Linked DNA regions of Sus scrofa: all the other regions are linked to region 1. The links are chromatin contacts, called in public Hi-C and HiChIP or PLAC-seq maps. All regions are on one chromosome and are shown on one strand. The core of a region is the stretch at or near the end of the contact, and the rest is flanking DNA. Distances in the headings are between cores, read along the strand shown.

The links. Hi-C and Micro-C count contacts between places; a contact is called where the count stands out from the background. HiChIP or PLAC-seq counts read pairs in DNA pulled down with a chosen protein or histone mark.
Region 2: an H3K27ac HiChIP or PLAC-seq map of alveolar macrophages shows a contact between it and region 1. The contact joins the promoter of TMEM259 here to the promoter of ARID3A in region 1. A contact is called at or near these places in 1 of 5 promoter capture datasets (liver), 2 of 47 Hi-C or Micro-C datasets (liver and skeletal muscle) and 1 of 2 datasets of contacts at active chromatin or transcription factors (alveolar macrophages).
Region 3: a contact with region 1 is called in a Hi-C map of skeletal muscle, with 6 times the contacts expected there. The contact joins the promoter of ABCA7 here to the promoter of ARID3A in region 1. A contact is called at or near these places in 3 of 47 Hi-C or Micro-C datasets (heart right ventricle, liver and skeletal muscle) and 1 of 2 datasets of contacts at active chromatin or transcription factors (alveolar macrophages).

What each region holds. Positions count from the first base shown.
Region 1 is chr2:77,463,569-77,466,268 of Sscrofa11.1, reverse strand. ARID3A (AT-rich interactive domain-containing protein 3A) reads left to right here and starts at 1,353. Exons shown (of 9, transcript XM_013994805.2): 1 at 1,353-1,538. It overlaps LOC102160393 (a long non-coding RNA gene), which reads right to left and starts at 1,190. Exons shown (of 3, transcript XR_001307031.2): 1 at 657-1,190.
Region 2 is chr2:77,392,269-77,394,968 of Sscrofa11.1, reverse strand. TMEM259 (membralin) reads right to left here and starts at 1,392. Exons shown (of 11, transcript XM_003353958.4): 1 at 946-1,392. The coding sequence starts at 1,167.
Region 3 is chr2:77,374,024-77,376,770 of Sscrofa11.1, reverse strand. ABCA7 (ATP-binding cassette sub-family A member 7) reads left to right here and starts at 1,422. Exons shown (of 47, transcript XM_013994807.2): 1 at 1,422-1,566; 2 at 2,601-2,747. It overlaps CNN2 (calponin-2), which reads left to right. Exons shown (of 8, transcript XM_003353959.3): 7 at 1-16; 8 at 19-751. The coding sequence ends at 53.

The sequences.
Region 1 (2,700 bases), core at 104-2,603:
CCACCCTCTCTGGTACGTGTGTGAGGGGGCAGCTGGGCTTGGCTGTTTAATAGCCTAATGGTGGAAGACTCCCAGTCACCTGCTACCATTCGGCACAAGGCACAAACAGCCTTGTGGTTCCAGAAAGGTTGGGTTCCAGAAAGGGGCAGGCAGAGCTCTGGTGTGGTGGGGGCGCTCCCCTGCACTATCCCCTGACTTAGGAGTCCCCCAGAGAGCAGGCCTGCAATGGGGGCGGGTGATGTGTTAGGGAGGACCCCAGAAGATGGTCAAGCTGTGCATCATAGAGGAGAGGGCTGCCCACCCCCCACACAAGATTAGGGACTCCAGTCCCTCCCCTTGGGGGCCCTTGAGAAGTGCCAGCCCTCTGGGTGGCCCCCTCCAGCCCTCTATACTTCTATTGTGGTGTTATCTGGGCTGCAGCCTGGGCCCCTGAGATTAACTCCCAAGGGTGGCCCCAGGGGCTCACAGCCTGGTACCTGAGTGCACACCCCTGCGCCCACCTTCCCAGTAACCTACTCTGGGCCTCAGTTTCCCGCTCTCTGAATTGGAGATATTAAAAGAGTCTCCACTACACGATAATGTGAACCTCATGTGGGCACATGGCCTAATAACCAAGAGCTCAGAAGTGTAAGTTATTATTATTGAACTACTATTACCAAGAAGATAACCTTGTCTCTCCTGCTGGACGGCGTGGGTAGTCAGGTTCCCAAGAGGAGGTGACCATCGAGGGTAAGGGTCTTCAGGAGTTAGCGATGTGCTCTCCCAGGGATCCAGGACGCACTTTCCCACCCCAACGCCTTTGCCAGCACGGTTTGCCCCCGCCCCCCACCGCGGGGCCTGGCAGACGCGCCATCTCCCAGACCCCTCCCCACCGCGCAGAGCCCCCAGCGCAGGGCCCCTCCTTCAGATCCAGCCATCCAGCCCTGCCCTCTTTTCCGGTCACCGCGGCTCCTTTCTTTACCAGGTCTCTAATCCCCATTTTCCAGATAGAGAAACAGAGGCACCACTAGCGGGGTGGGGGGGGCGGTGAAGCTGCTTTCTTAAGTTGCTTAGTCTAAGGGGCAGAGGTGAAACTCTGAGCCCGGCAGATCTATCCCGGGTGCTCGGTAAGATGGGGGGGGTTCCCCAACTGGGCTCGGGTCTCCTAAGCCCGTAGAGGCGGAGGCTCAATTTCCTAACCTCCCCTCCTGCTGGGGCGCTCCCAGCCCCGCCCGCGCCCTTGGCGTCCTGTGCGCTTCGGGCCGCAGCGCGCACTTTGCCCACCGTCCCTAGATAGGGGGCGGGGCTTCCAGCGTCCCTGTTCCCCTTCCCTTTTATTATTTATTATCACTTAAAGGGGCAGCGACCAGAAATTTTCCGTCCACTCTCTCCCCCTCCCCAACACCTCTTGGGCTCGTCGAGCTTCGTGCGACCGAGCGCCGGGGGCGAGGGGGCGTCCGGGAAGGGGGAGGGGGCCTCGCGAGACCCCTCCCCGCGTCCCGGGCCCCGGCGCTGATTCACCGGCGAGGTATTTGCATCTGAGAGCGATTTGTCACCCGGTGATTTGTCTGCGGGGCGGTGAGCGCGCCGGTGGGGGGAGGGGAGGGGCGGGGGAGGCCGCGCGCGGGGAGACTTTTACCAATCGGGTCGGTGGGGGGTGTAGACGCGGACTCGGCCGACTACTCGGTGAGTCGGCGCGCGGCACAAACCCGGCGGTGGCCGGGAGCCAGCAGCGCGCAGCTCGCGGCCCGGGCCGGAGGCCAGGCGCGGCCGGGGCAGGGCCGGACGCCAGGCGTGGGGCATGCGCCCCCCGAGCGGGCCCCGCGCGGTGAGGTTGGGGCGGGGGGTGGACTGGCCTTTTAAATCGCGGGTTTCGTCTCGGGTGGGCACCGCTCGCCTTGGAAGCCAATAAGTGGGGGTGGTCCCCAAAGTTGTTTAGGAACGTGGGTGGGGGTCCAGGGCCGGGAAGGCGATCCCAGTGGGTAGGAGTTCGGGTGGTTTTCCCTGAGCCCCCCTTGGAGACTTCACCCCTACCATATTGCACGGAGCGGGCGCAGGGGTGACCAAGGGTCTAGAGTGTGCGCCGCACCCCCCACCCCCCCAGTCCCAGCGGAAGAAAATGGTCTCTTTGCGCGCGCGGGGGGCTATGGTCTGGGTTACTTCATTTATCCTTCTTGGAATCGGTTGTTTTATTCCGGGCCCCCGAGGGAAGCGGGAGCGCCGGGTGGGGAGGGCAGTTCCCTGGCGACCCTCCCCAGGTTGGATGGTGTATTTATAAAGTGTCGGCTCTGGGGCAGAAATGGGACCCTGAAGGGGACACCATGGTGCCCGTGGCTGGGGATGTGCTCGACCCGGGCCTTGACTCTTTGGCAGGGATCTCCAGGAAGAGCCCCCCCCTCCCCGCAACTCCGTCCAGTACCCCCCAGACACAAAAGCGGGCGCAGGAAGCACAGGGAGCGCGCGTTGGTCAATTCCAACGTTCCGCGGACCCCGGGAGGCGGGTTTGTCAATAATCTTCCGTTTTTAGTCGCCGGCCCGGAGGGGCTGCCCCCCCACCATGCAAATCAGCCGCTTTCCAAGAAGCCTTTGAAATCGGACTGGGGTTTCTGTCGTCTTATTTCTTCTCCCTCTTCAGTGTTTCTTTTCTCACTTCCTCCGGGCTGCCCCCTCCGGACTCTCCTAGCCCCCTCCCCAGCTTTCTGCCCCGCCCTCCCCCTCCTC
Region 2 (2,700 bases), core at 143-2,642, 71 kb after region 1:
CCAAGTTGACCTGGCTGGCACTCCATGTACCTTGACCGTCAGCACCAGCCTCTTTTCTGCAGATGAAGGATCCAAAACTTACTCCAATGTCAGCACTCCCACCCCAGCCTGGCAGTAACTACAGGACACCAAACGAAATGGCAACCAGGACCCTGGCACCCAGTGAGCTCCTTCTGAGTGAGACCCCTTCCTGGAGGACCCATGCAGACACCCGTCCTCCCAGAACTATCCTCCCAGCTGAAAGCTCTGCCACCAGAGGCAGGACAGGCAGTAGGTTCCCAGGAGGTCCCTCACTGTGCCACAAGCAGCGCCACCGGCTGGGACTTTGTCACTAGCCCTGGCGATGTGACCTCAGCTAGGTCACATTCCCCCGGGAGGTTCAGAGCAGGGAGAATGGGGGTGGGAACAAGCTGAAGGACCAAAGCAGAGCCCTAAGAAAAAGAGGGAGGAGCTTTCGGTGCAGTGGGAGGCCAGGGGGGTGTGTCCTGGGAAGGGGGCATTGGCGGTGGAACCTGGAATCCTCCAGGATTGGAGTTCTGGGCTGGGCCAGGCCAGACTCGGAGGATTGGGAAAGGATCATCCGGGGCTGAGAATCCCAGGCGGCAGGGCCAGGAGGTCCTGGAGCTGGACTGCCGGGCTCCAGCCTCCGGAGGTGGGGGACGCGGGGAAGGGCGAGGCCAGGGGTGGGGTGCGGCTGGAAAAGGCTGGGAGTGAGTTCCTGGAGTCGGGATCAGGAGCCACTAACCGGATGAGCCTCGGGCCTTCGCGGTTGGAAGTTTCTAGGCAGGGGGTCGGGAATGGCAGGCTTAAAGGGAAGGGTCCCAACGGGTAGGGCCGGGTCTATGCCTCCGGGTGGGAGGGGCGCGCTCCCCCCGGCGGGATCAAAAGTCGCAGATCTGAGGGAAGGGTCCGGCTACCGGTGTCAAGGGTTGGGGCTGCGGTCACCTTGAGTAACACGAAGAACTCGAAGAGACGACGGAAGGCGGGAGGGAAAAGGCGCGAGTAGGTGACAGCCATCTTGAAGAAGAGCGCGTGGAAGAGCCGGTCGCGCACGTTGATGAGAGGGTTGGGATTGAGGTTGGGGGTGCGAGGCCCGCGCGCGGGGGCCGGGCCGCCGCCACCGTTGGGCCCGGGCCCCTGTGCCCCGGGCGCCGCGTGCTCCGACATGCCGCCCAGCGTCGCGCCCTAACGGCCCGCGGGTCCCCGAGGACGCCTCCCGACTGCCATCGGCAGTCCTCGCCGCCGCCGCGCTCCTCACGGCCGTAGGGCTACAGCCGCCATCTTCCGCCTCCGTGCCCCAGCTGACGCCAGCGAGTCGCGGCGCGGGCAAGAGCGGCCTCCTTGCGCTCGCGCGGAACGCCGGGATACCGGCGGTCGGCCCGTGGCGGCCCCGCCCACCGTCCTGACGCCTGGCTCGGAACGCCTAGGGGCGGGGCTGCGTTAGTCCCCAGGTCTTTTGCATATTGCCCATGCAGCTGGAAGGCGAGCGATAAAATTAGTCAACATATAAGGATTTTGGAGGTGGTAAAATAAACGTAAGGTAAATGTGACCGGTGAAGATGTTTTCTTTGTGGCGCTCTAGAAAATTATGCTGTAGCTGCGCTTACGTTAGGTTGCCCTAACTGTAAAGTGATCGCATTGGGATCTTTAAATAATGTCCCGGGAAGTATGGCTTTTGTTTTCTTCGCTTTCGGTGGTTCCGAAAGGGTGCTTCGTAACGTTATTAGCGTGTGTGGTGTTTCCGGGCTTTACCCGGCTCTCACCTTCCAGCATTTCGTAGTGGTGGCCCAGGTTGTGTCGTTTACTGAGCGCTGTTTTCATTCTAGAGGCTGAAGCAAAGGCTTTTTTCTTTTTCACAATCCAGATCTTGCCCACTAGCGCTCTTGGCTTTGGCTTTTTGTTCTGTGACCCGGGCTGCTCAGTGGGTCCCTCTCTGCTCCCTGGCCCAAGTGATGTGTACCTGGTCCCTGAAAAAGACTCTGAAACCGAGGTAAGCATTCTTAGAGCCTCAACCATCCCCTCCTCCTGGCTGCCGCCTGGTGCCAAGCCTGGGTGGACACGTCTGGACCAAATTCTCGCTCCTTCATTCATCTTTGAAACGCCTTGGCTCCTCCTGGTAACCAAGGAAGTAATCAGTCCCAACATTCGTTGAGCACCTACTGTATGCCAGGTTCCAAAGCAAGGTATGGGTGGGCTTTCTCAGGAAGCACGGAAGGGCAGATGGAGCTGGAGACCAGGGGCTCAGGCATCCTGAGTGTCGGCCCTGGGGAAGGACTCCCAAAGCCTGCTCAGACGTTTCAGGGAAGTGGCTTACAGTACCCCAGGGCCTGCGCTGGTGCTGGGGACACAGCGGTGGCCAGTGCAGGCTGGATTCTGCCCTCACAGGGCCCAGGGACCAGCAGGAGACAGGCGGACCTCTTGAGGTGGATGTCTGGTCTGGTTCCCAATGGTGAGCACCCCACCGTGAAAGGCACAGACAGGGCTTCTGAGAAAAACCAGGCCCTGGGAGGGGGTCTCTTCTGAATTGCACTGGGGGTGGGGGCGGGGGAGGGGGAGACTTTTCAGCTGTGTCTTGGAACCTACCTGAGGGAACCTTCCAAACCTACCTGCCAGTTTAATCCCACTCCCTGGAGTGAAGACTTTCAGTTTCATAGTGCGCCCTGGCATATCAGTAGGCACTCAATCAGTGCACATGCTTGA
Region 3 (2,747 bases), core at 173-2,672, 90 kb after region 1:
CCTGGAGAGTCTCCAGAGTACCCCCCTACTACCAGGAGGAGGCGGGCTACTGAAGTGCTTCTGCAAGCTCTTCCCCCCCCATTGCCCCATGTGGGTTTTGGGGTTTTTCCATGTTTTTGTCTTGTTTTTCTACATAGCTGAATGCTACCAGCTGAGGGTCTTGGGGGAAGAGGGGAAGGCCTTGTCCAGTTGCATATGGGCTGGGGGTCAGGCTTTGGGCCAAACTGTGGGGCAGGGAGAAGAAACCCAGGTAGGGAGGGGTCTGGCCCCCAGTGGTTTCCGGTTGCTTCTTCCCCTCTTCTCTTTTCTCTGCTGATCAGTTTGTGGTTTCTATACCCATACAAGTTTCAGGTAGTTTTAGTGAAATGAAAATACTTTTTTTTCAGGGGGGTGGGGGAGGTGTTAGGAAGGAAGTAGGTCCTCTGGGAGAAGGCCAGGCCATAGTCCCCAAATATTTTAGGCCTTATGATGTACTAGATTTCCCTAGGATCCTTAGACCACCAACTCTAGCCCTCCCAGGTGCCCAGTGGGGACACTGAGGCCCAGAGAGGACAGTGGAGTTCTGAGTAACTGAGGCAAAGCCAGACCCCTCCCAATACCTGATTCCACCCCCCCACCAAGTACTGCACAGGGACCCCCTCCTGGAGGCCCTCCCTGGGACCAGCCCCTGCCCCAGAGCTCTGGGATCAAGAAATAATGTGAAATACCGACTGTGGACCAAAGGAAATAAAACCTCTTTTTAGGAAATGAAGGTGCAGGAGTTGGTGTCCAAGACAGCCTGGGGGGAGGTACGTGGCTTGGATCCCTTCTGGGGCCCTAGGGGGGCAAAGGGCAAACCTCTGAGTAAATCCTCAGGACCAGCCTGGGGAGATGTGGCTTCATCCAGCCTCTAGGCTTTTTGCTTGTGCAATCACTGCCTGGAGTTCCCTCTTTAGCATACTCCTATTCATCCTCAAAGTCCCAACAAGAAACCACCTCCTTTCACGGAGCTCAGAGCTCTTCACACTTGTTTCATCTTCATCATGATCTTGTGAAACATACCCAATTTCCTGGAGAGGGAACCATCCGGAGGTTTTCTTCAAAATCAGGGGGACCATTATGACCAAAGAGTCTAATCTTAGAATGTTGGGGGCCCCTCCACCTTCTGCCGTCACCTGGCCCGCTGTAGGGACCAAGGAATGTTTGTGGAATGAATGAATGAATTAGCGAATGATGACTTTAGTTGAACCCCCATTTTTTCGGGATGGCCAAGTGGAGTCTCAGGGCATTAGAGCAAGTTTGGCTAGGGCTGGGGCCCTCCAGGGTAGAGTGGGGAGAAAGGAACCTCCTGCGACAGGAGACAGGAGCTGCGGTATTGCGGGCGGCTATGCAACGAGAGAAGACAGCCCAACTGGTGCGTCCGCAGGCCAGCCCACTTAGGGTGAGCCAGGCGCCCCACCTCCCCGCAGTGATGCAGCAAGAAGCCAGCGATCCCTTTAAGAAACCCGATTCAGCGCGTCCCTGCTCTGACCCTCGTCTTCCCCCTCTGCGCGCGCGGCTCCTGTTGATCCGGCCTCTGAATGGCGGGTATACAAGCCAATGGGAGAGGACGGGGCGGGGCGGGGCCGGGCTGGGTCCGGGCGCGGCATCTCGCGCAGGAGGCTGCAGGCTGCAGGGGAGCCGCGCCCCTGGTAGGTTGGGGGGAGGGGGGAACTTCCTCTTAAAGGAACCGCGCTCCTCAGCCTCTATCGGGCGGAGGGAAGCCGCAAGTGTTGGGGGCTGGAACGGTGCGAGGGTACCGGAGAGAGACAGGAAAGGCCCTGAGACGCAAAGATGCGAGGGTGCAGATGGGTGGGAAGAGGCAGATTCCGTGGGAGTTAAGAGGTGCAAGCCTAATCCAGACTCATTCGCCTTCACTTCCTGCCGGGGAGTGTGTTGGGGGCGGCAGAACTAATCCCTAATTCTCACAGGGAAGGTGGAGCATTAGACTCACCTGAGAGGGGCTTTGCTAGCATACACCTGCAGCCCTTCTCTCGGTTCCTACGCCCCTCTGCTCTCTACCCCATTTTATCAATAGAAAAACTGAGGCCGCTCCCTCCGATGCCACTCGGAAAGGAGAGTCTTGGAGCGGTGGTCAGAGGCCTCGGGCCCACTCCCTGCTACCTCTGGCGGCCTCAGTTTCCCCATTGTACAATGATGCAGAAGGCCAGGCTGGACAGTTCCAAGCAAGGGACAGGCAGGACCAGGAATCGCTGGTTCCAGGAGCCTCCATCGCCGCCCCGTCTCCTTATTCATAGTCTGAATCTTGTGTTTCTTCTGAGCGAGGAATAAGGGAGGGGAGGGCGGAGCTGGGGCCGTGCCTCCTGCTGGATGAGTCACCTCTCTCTGGGGGGGCCTAGGGTGGCCCCTCTTCCAGCCTGTCATGTAAAATGCTCAGCACAGTACATACCCGTTGCTATTATCATCGGGGAAGACCGGGGACCGGGGACCGGGGGTGGGAGGGAACTCTTCCCTCGCTTAGAGATGAGGCTGGAGGACAGGACCCGGCTGGAAGCCCTTCAGTGGGGCTCAGGGTGGGGGCTGGTGAGGAAAGAGTTAAGTCTAGGCTCCGCCCCCTGCAGGATTAATAGATCGCCGCAGCGAAGCCAGCCGCAGCCCGGGCGGGAGAGTGAGTCCCGGCAACCAATCAGATAAGAGGACGGCTTCGGGCAAGACTCCTATTGGCTTACCCCTATTCCCTCCGGAGAAAGGAGAGCTCCTTTAATAAG